Regions from separate parts of the Muntiacus reevesi genome. Here region 1 is linked to region 2. A link is a contact called in public Hi-C data. All regions are on one chromosome and are shown on one strand. The core of a region is the stretch at or near the end of the contact, and the rest is flanking DNA. Distances in the headings are between cores, read along the strand shown.

Region 1 (4,085 bases), core at 1,085-3,584, 430 kb after region 2:
CAGCATTCATACCAGTTCAGGTTATTAATTTCTGTGTCAGGGTAAAGCTAGCTGTGCCAACAGGTTTTCCCCAAAATGCATACTGGTTTACACTAATACAAGTTTGTAGTCCTGAGCAACCAGCACAGGGAACGGCAGGTGGTGATGGGATGATTCTGCCCTTCTCAGCCAATTCATGCACTGTCAGGCTTACGGAATCTGCTATCTTAAACAGAGAGCTGAAATGAAAGCTAAGTACTTTGCCTGAAATTATGCAGCTTGTCATTGGAGGGTTCCAGGATTCACACTACTTGGTTCTAGCTTTAAGTCCCTTCCTGTTCTGCCACACCCACTGTATTTAGGTTTGGAAAGTTGGAGAGACATCTGGACCAGCTGCCTAGGCAAAGTTTGCAGGTCTGTCTCTAATATCTCTTCTGAGCCAAAGAGTAAACTGGTGGCTGCCCACCATATTTAGTTGCTGGGGATACATACCACCTTGTATTGAAGTGAAGCTATTTCCCTATAACTTCTTTCTAGGGCTTCTCCTGTTTCTTGGGGCCAAGCAAATAAAGATCATCCTTCTGTCACTTTGTAAAGACAACTTTCATGTCCTTTGTGGTCGTTTGGTTTGAGTAAAGCTTCCCCTGTTTGTTCCTTATTCCTTAAGATTTTGGATACTGGTTTCTTATCTTTAGACAGCTTCTATTTTACCTATGTCACTTTTAAATGTGAATGCCAGAACTGAGCTAGGTTTTCCAGATGAGCTCGAAGGGGAACTGTTGCCTCTGCTGACAAGATTTATCACTAATGCACCTTTGTTTCTCTAGGGTGATACAATTCTGGAGACTGGAGAAGTAATCCCACCCATGAAAGAATTTCCTGATCAACATCATTGAAGATTACTTTAAAATTTCAAAGGTGTATGAGCCTAAGTTTGTTGCTACATTACCAACTTATTGAAAGTACTTTCTGGAAAAGTAATAAAGTTTACTCACATATGTGCTGTCTGTTTCTTCCCAACCTGTGCCATTCTCTCAGTACAATTTGAGACTGAATTATCTAACAATAAGTAAAAACTGGACAGGCTAAATAAAAATAATATGGTCAGTTACCTACTTTTTCTGGCCATTTTTAACCTGGAAAACAGAATGTAGAAAATTGTTTAGTCACATGATAGTTTTTTCTTATACTGTACTTAATTTAGTTGATGTGAAGGTATACAACAGAATGAAATGTTGCAATAAAAATAAGAACAGAAATTACAGCACACTTTGTTTTAAAGGCTTTCTGGAGACATTTTAAAAGTATTTTAGAAACTCTAGATAAAAAAACTGTCATTTGTTTTGCATTGTTATCCTTCCTCGTGTTTTCTTCAACTCTTTTTGAACTGTAGCTTGCCAGGCTCCTCTGTCCATGGAATTCTCCACGCAAGTATACTGGAGCGAGTTGCCATTTCCCGCTCCAGGGGATCTTCCCCACCTAAGGATGGAAGTGGTGTCTCCCGCGTTAGCAGACAGATTCTTTACAACTGCATCACCTAAGATCCTTGTGCTTTCTTATATGAGAACCTAAAAGACAAACCTCTTGGTATATGAAAAATCGACAGTTAGTGGTTACTATAACGGATGGTATACAAGTGAATTTGGGATCATTATATTAAAGATTTTATTTTAAATCGAGACAAGTATCAGAGGTAAAGAACTGTATATGCATGAAATCAAATCCAGAGGAATTACAAATTTTCGTTCATTCCGAAGATTTTGTCTGGGTATTCCTTGCTTAGTTGTCGTCGTGCAGCTACAGTTGATGCATAGATGACGTATCCCCAGGAGAGCAATACGACCGCGAGGAGCAACTAGGAAATGGAGTAAAAACAACCTTTGAGTGGCACGTCCTCCCGGCCCCCATCAGGTTGCCGCGCACGTTGCTAAGGTGGGGATTTTAGTGACAAACTCGTATAAATGTGGTTCCGGAAGCGAGTTCACTCGGTAGCCCTTACGTAAGAAGCGGAAGACCGTGTCCTCCAGGAAGAGGCGGAGTCGAGGTTAGGGAGTGAAAGGCTTAATTCAAGAATGGATTTTAGAGTTTCTGGGCGCTGAAGATATAGGGGACCTTCCACCCGCGGGCCTCGAGCGTAGACCCCGGGGAGGCCCGCCGAGCCCGGGACCTACCGCGGAATAAATCCGGTCTAGGGTGCGGCGACTCACTGGCTTCATGGTAAGGCGGTAGCAGTGGTTCGCGGGCACGGGCGGAAGCCGCAGGCCCTACGGTAACCTCCGGGGCGGTGGCTGCCGGGCGGCGGCAGCCATCTTTCAGCCGGGCGCTAGCGCCCGCCCACTCGCCTCCCCGCGCGTTTCCCATCAGCCCGGCCGGCCTCTTCCGCCCGGAGCTGGGGGGCGGTGTCACGTGCTCGGGGGCCTACCGCCTTAAGGGGAGGAAGTGAGAGAAACGAGAAAATAACGCTAGAAATGGGTTTATTTTACCGCTGTGAGGGATAGGCTTGACTTGTCACCGGTCGCCTTTCAGTTGTAGACCAGTATTAATGCGAGATAAGGTACCGTCACATGCATTTAGAAGTTTATTTGGAAAAATAACCCACGGTTAAGTATTACGCCGACGTCTAGCACTGAAAGAATTAATGTTTCTAACCGGAATCTGTTCCCACGGTATAGGTAGGTCGCGTATTCACGTTTGATTTAGAGTACAGCCTGCTTTTATATAACTGACGAGTCGTTGTTGGACTCCCTGTTACTGGAGCTTTTCTTAAAAGTTTTTGAGAACGCAATGGCTTGTTGATATCAGATACTTTTAAGAAGAAATAACGTGGCACGAATTACCCGACGTAATGTAGCTGCCAATTAGCAAGTGCTCATCGAGCATTTGTATGCTTAGAACTGTAGCACGGTCAAATATGAAGCCAAAGGATGGGGTTTGGCACGCAGGCCGTTGTACCAAGAATGTTCGGGACGCTTACATTTGAAGCGAAGAATGGGACAACGGGGCCGCGTTAGGCTCCGGATGTTTTGTTTCTGTAATCTCAGATATCACCTAAACAGGGTTTTAATACATATTTCGGAGAGCGGGTAAGGAGAAGACGTTATCTGTTTTGGGAAAATTTCAGTTCCCACTGATTTTAGGTCAGATCCCTGTTCATCTTGACTGGAGTTGATCTCTCAAGATTGATTTGGGATTCCATTCGAATCCTGGTGGTGGCTGTTACCTTTTCAGCCCAAGTCCCCTCCCTTCCGGATAACTCGGTTACTTTATCGAACACCAGAGATAGTTTGAGTAACTTCTCGCAGAATTTGGCGAGGTTTAAATGAGACCACAGCCCTTGTAGCTCAGCTGGTAAAGAATCCGCCTGCAATGCGGGAGACCTGGGTTCGATCCTTGGGTTGGGAAGATCCGCTGAAGGGAAAGGCCGCCCCCTCCAGTATTACGGCCTGACGAATTCCCTGGACTGTATAGTCCATGGGGTCTCGCAAAAAGTCGGACACGACTGAGTGACTTTAACTTTCAGATGAGACCAAGCTAGTTATCGTGTCTTTCAGGTAAGTTAGAAGCGAACTTTAAGATAGTGAGCTTGTAATCCCCAGGTATTACTCGAATTGACGGTACGTTAGCGATTTCGTCCTGAGGGGTTCCCGTCGCTCTCCTTCCAGGAGCGGAGGAAAGTGGGGGAAGGGCTGGACTCGGGCCGAGCCCGCTAAGCCCCGCCCTCAGCGCGGGCGTCCTCTACCGCGCATGCGTCACGCGGGCCGGTGCTGTGTTTTGACGCGCTGGGGGCCGGGAAGTGGGTTTTGGTTTCTGCCCCCGCCCCCCGTCTGCCATTGGTGATGAGAGCTTTACGTCACAGGGGTCGCAGCAGCCGCCGGGGTCTCCGCTGTCTCGCGAGGAGGGTGAAGCGCCCCCGCCTACTCCCGCTTCGGAGGGCCGGCGGAGAAGTCGTAGAGTTCGCCTTCGTGGATCCTGCCGTCACCGACCCAGCCTTCTGGGCCGCCGGGAACTGGCCACAAGCGCCCCAGCCCGGCCTGCGCCGGCATCCTCTGAGGTGAGTGAGGTCGGGAACAATGGGGCGCGGGGGTCGGAAGGGGGCCGGGAGAGCA
Region 2 (4,354 bases), core at 31-2,530:
TGATTCCAGCTTGTGCTTCTTCCAGCCCAGCGTTTCTCATGATGTACTCTGCATATAAGTTAAATAAGCATGGTGACAATATATAGCCTTGACGTACTCCTTTTCCTATTTGGAACCAGTCTGTTGCTCCATGTCCAGTTCTAACTGTTGCTTCCTGACCTGCATATAGGTTTCTCAAGAAGCAGGTCAGGTAGTCTGGTATTCCCATCTCTTTCAGAATTTTCCACAGTTTATTGTGATCAACACAGTCGAAGGCTTTAGTGTAGTCAATAAAGCAGAAATAGATGTTTTTCTGGAACTCTCTTGCTTTTTCGATGATCCAGCAGATATTGGCAATTTGACCTCTGGTTCCTCTGCCTTTTCTAAAACCAGCTTGAACATCTGGAAGTTCTTGGTTCATGTATTGCTGAAGCCTGGCTTGGAGAATTTTGTTATTAGCTACTGTTCTTTGTATACCAGCTCCTAGTATACTCCCTGGCACATTTCTTAGTTCTAAAAAAATTTAGTTAAGTGATGCACTTAACTTCACATAATAAGATAATATAAATAATCAGGTTAAAGCGAAGTGCTGTTGCGAACTGAGTCAGATCATTCCCACTTTACAGCCGGAAGATCTGAGGTTCCCTCAGTCTAGTAGGTAACAGATGGCAGATCTTGGATTTAAAGGTAGAACAGTACAAGTCCAAACGCAGAGAGGCATATTGCCTCCGGTGAAACTCACTTATTCTAGCGTGTTCACCACGTCCTAAACCTTTCACACCTATTAACTTACTAAACCCTGGCAAAATAACCTGTAATTAACCGCTCCATTCATCCTCATTTTGCAGCTAAGTGCAGCAACCTAAAATGCCCAACAAGTGATGGAGCTAGAATGAGAATAGTGGAGGAATTTGGGTTCATTCAAAATTTAATGAGCTTCTATACTAAGTTCCAAGTACCGTGATTAGTTCAGTGAAAGCGCAGCCGTGAAGAAGGCAGGTTTCTACTTTTGAGGAGCCCAGATGCGGGTGAAAAGGGGCAAAGGCAACCAACTTGATGGCCCACAGGGTGTAGGTACTAAAAATAAAGCCAGGCAATGGCATTTTTCTCTTTAGTTTCCCCGCTTCGTTTTCCACCCACCAATCCTCCTTCCTCCATCCTCTTTCCTTTGACCCCCAAGTAAGTAGAGTTTTGAGCGCGCAGACACCTCCTCCACGGCCGAATTGAAGATGGCGCCGGCGACCGGCGTTATGACGCGACCCGACGTCAGCCGGAAGTGCGTGGAGCAGTTCCGGGAAACGCGGCCTCCGCGCTTCCGGCATCCTGAGCTTCCAGGTTTGAATCCTGCTGCTGGGCGCTCTAATTGTCCCACCGCCGCTGGGATCATGGTGTTCTACTTCACCAGTAGTAGCGGTGAGTGGTCGCCGAAACCTTCCGGGTCCCTACCTCGACTGTGGGGCTCCGAAGCCGAGACCTCGAGGCCACCGCTAGCCTGGCCCTTAAGTGCCTTCTCGGCAGTGGGTGCTTCTTCGCTCGTCCTGATGGTCTCTCCACCGTGTCCGTCCCAGTCCTCCCAGTGTGCCTCCTCGTCAGTGCCTGGTTGGCGGGGAGGGAGCGTAGAGGGACCATCCCCTGTGCTCTCTTTGCCTCCGGGCGATCTTCTTTTCCCTCAATCAGAAAGACCTGTCGCTACCTGGCATTAGGCAGTTTGTGGACTTATTCACTACCATCGTGAAGTCTTCTCTTCCCCACCCACCCCCGTAACATTTAATCTTGCTGCTCTCTGGTAAGAAGGGAGACACCTCAACAACTCTACCTTACAGAAAGTGCGCTTTACCCTTCCCGGAAAGGGTTATTGGGTTTGGATGCTACCGAAAGACTCTGGAGTGGCGAGACAGCCACTCATTGGGCAGAGTTAATGTCCCAGATTTTGAAAAGTGACACGATAGTTTCTGATTTGTCTTTGGCAGGCAAGAAAAGGGTGTGTTTAGTTCCCAGAAACTGCAGTGTCTTCGTTTCTCTGCCAATATTTTTCTCTTTGCCTTAAATCAATCCCCCAGTTAGCTGCTTCTCCCCAGAGACAGCTCTCGCCTATCTTTTCCAAATGCCTTTCTTTCCTTGTTCCCACCCCAGGATTGCTTAGGTATATCTCTTGGAGGAATCCCCTTAACACAATGCATACTTTCAGCATTGCACTTATCATATGATGTTAAGCTTTTGTCTACATGAGATAGAGTGTAAGCCCGTTGAGGGCAGGTACAGGACCTCCTTGTTCCACTAGCATAATGCCTGGCTCTTAATAGTAACTCAATAAATACTGAATAAATGAATGCTATTTTTTTGACTAATAGCAAGACTCTATTCTATTGCTACTCTCTGCCTCCTTGGTAAAGGTGAGATTTAAGTGAAACTAACAACATGGTGGTTATGTGGTTTGAACAGGGTGGTACTTGCTCTTTAGATTTGAGAAAGTTGAAGCCCAGGAAAGTTGTAACTCACAGAGCCCCTCCTCTGCTACTCCATCACATTGTCACATCTCATTTTTCTCAATAGTTTAGGCTTCCACAGTGTGCTATAAGCTATTTCTCTGTTTCTGTGTGCTTGGTTTTTTCTTATCCATATTATTAAAATTGCTAGAAACAAAATTCAAACTAGCTTGAAAATCATTATAAGCTCCTAATTGCATTTTTATCTGCTGTCTGTCCTGTTCTGCCCCTCTGTCATAATGTAACCTAAGCATCTTTTTGTAGCTTCTCCACTCACGGGAGTCCTTGACAACATAGTTATCCATACAAGTCCAACAATGGAATGACAAATATAGGCAAGGCATGTTTTGTCTTCCTTTAGTTGCTAACTCATGTCTGACTCTTTGAGACTCTATGGACTATAGCCTGCCAGGCTCCTCTTCCCAGGCAAGAATACTGGGGTAGGTTGCCGTTTCCTTCTCCAGGGGATCTTCCCTGACCCAGAATCTCCCCTGACTCCTGCACTGGCAAGTGGGTTCTTTAGTGAGCCACCTGGGAAGCCCGAGGCAGGACATATAGGTACTAAATGTATTTTACACAGACTACATTATTCTCCTTAAAGCAATTCTAAATTCTTTGAGAGCCAGTCATATACACGGAGATGCCCCTAATAGAGCAGAGGGCTTCAGCTGATTTGTGGGTTATTTTTTTCTCATTGGCTTCCATGGCAGCATCAGAACTGCTTCTTGTCGGAAAAATATTTGGCCTCTTACATCTAATAAATCTACAATTGTGCAACTTTTAAAATTGCAGAGTAATATAGTAGTAAAATTTTTTACATATTCCAGTACAGAAAACAGTTCGAACATACAGAATCTTAAGGAAATGACTTTGTATAGATAGCCAAGCTTTTCAATCAACTGATGGTTTACTGCAAAAATAAATAAATAAATAAATAAAACCTTAAAAAAAAATGGGCTGGAAATCGCAATAGAAAATTTTTGCCTTCTCTTTTAAAATTAGTATCTCTGACCAAAATCTGCTTATTCTTTCATGTTCCCATAATAGATTAAGGAAACATTAACTTGGCTGTATTTTCAGTGTCACATTCAAGACCCTCTGATTTATGGATTCCTGCACATGTTAGTGCATTAAGCACATTAAGTTCACTTATGTTTTTAGTACCTTTTACCAGTGTCCATCTCAATATAGATGGTTCTGTAAATTATGAAATTATCACAGCGCCTCAAAAGTTGGGTTAATTGATTGCTACATGTGAGTCAGGAGTCTTCAAGACAACTAGTTCTCATACTAATCACATTATTTGGGTGAGTTACAGGAGTACTAGAATAATTCAGTTTACTCTTCCTTTATCCCTCTAACATGGAAAAGGAAAGTCGCTCACTGGTGTCCGACTCTTTGTGACCCCATGGACTCTACAGTCCACGGAAGTCTCCAGGCCAGAATACTGGAGTGGGTAGCCTTTCCCTTCTTAAGGGGATCCTCCAAACCCAGGGATCGAACCCAGGTCTCCTGAAGTGCAAGCGGATCCTTTACCAGTTGAGCCACAAGGGAAGCCCAAGAATACTGGAGTGGGTAGCCTATCCCTTTTCCGGGGCGGGGGGGCCGGGGGGGGGGGGGATGTCTTCTCGACCCAAGAATTGAACCAGGGTCTCCTGCATTACAGGTGGATTCTTTACCAACTGAGCTATCAGGGAAGCCGTGGAGGAGAACTTAATTCAGACTTCTTACTCAGAAGTCATGCTCCTTTTTAAAAAAAATTTTATTTTCTATTTTGACATTTCAGTCTTTCAGAAAAGTTACAGGAATATAAAAGATTTCCTTTATAGCCTTCTCTTAGATTCCCCAAATTCTAACATTTTACCACATATGCCTTATCTCCTTTTCCC

The links. Hi-C and Micro-C count contacts between places; a contact is called where the count stands out from the background.
Region 1: a Hi-C map of muscle shows a contact between it and region 2, with 5 times the contacts expected there. The contact joins the promoter of SMIM27 here to the promoter of CCDC25 in region 2. A contact is called at or near these places in 2 of 3 Hi-C or Micro-C datasets (blood and muscle).

What each region holds. Positions count from the first base shown.
Region 1 is chr17:10,828,947-10,833,031 of mMunRee1.1, forward strand. It overlaps SMIM27 (small integral membrane protein 27), which reads right to left and starts at 2,335. Exons shown (of 2, transcript XM_065908435.1): 1 at 2,151-2,335; 2 at 1,110-1,834. The coding sequence starts at 2,195. The coding sequence ends at 1,712. TOPORS (TOP1 binding arginine/serine rich protein, E3 ubiquitin ligase) reads left to right here and starts at 1,936. Exons shown (of 3, transcript XM_065908429.1): 1 at 1,936-2,196; 2 at 3,836-4,030. The coding sequence starts at 2,194. NDUFB6 (NADH:ubiquinone oxidoreductase subunit B6) reads left to right here. Exons shown (of 4, transcript XM_065908434.1): 4 at 807-977. The coding sequence ends at 875.
Region 2 is chr17:10,397,504-10,401,857 of mMunRee1.1, forward strand. It overlaps CCDC25 (coiled-coil domain containing 25), which reads left to right and starts at 1,281. Exons shown (of 9, transcript XM_065907885.1): 1 at 1,281-1,392. The coding sequence starts at 1,365.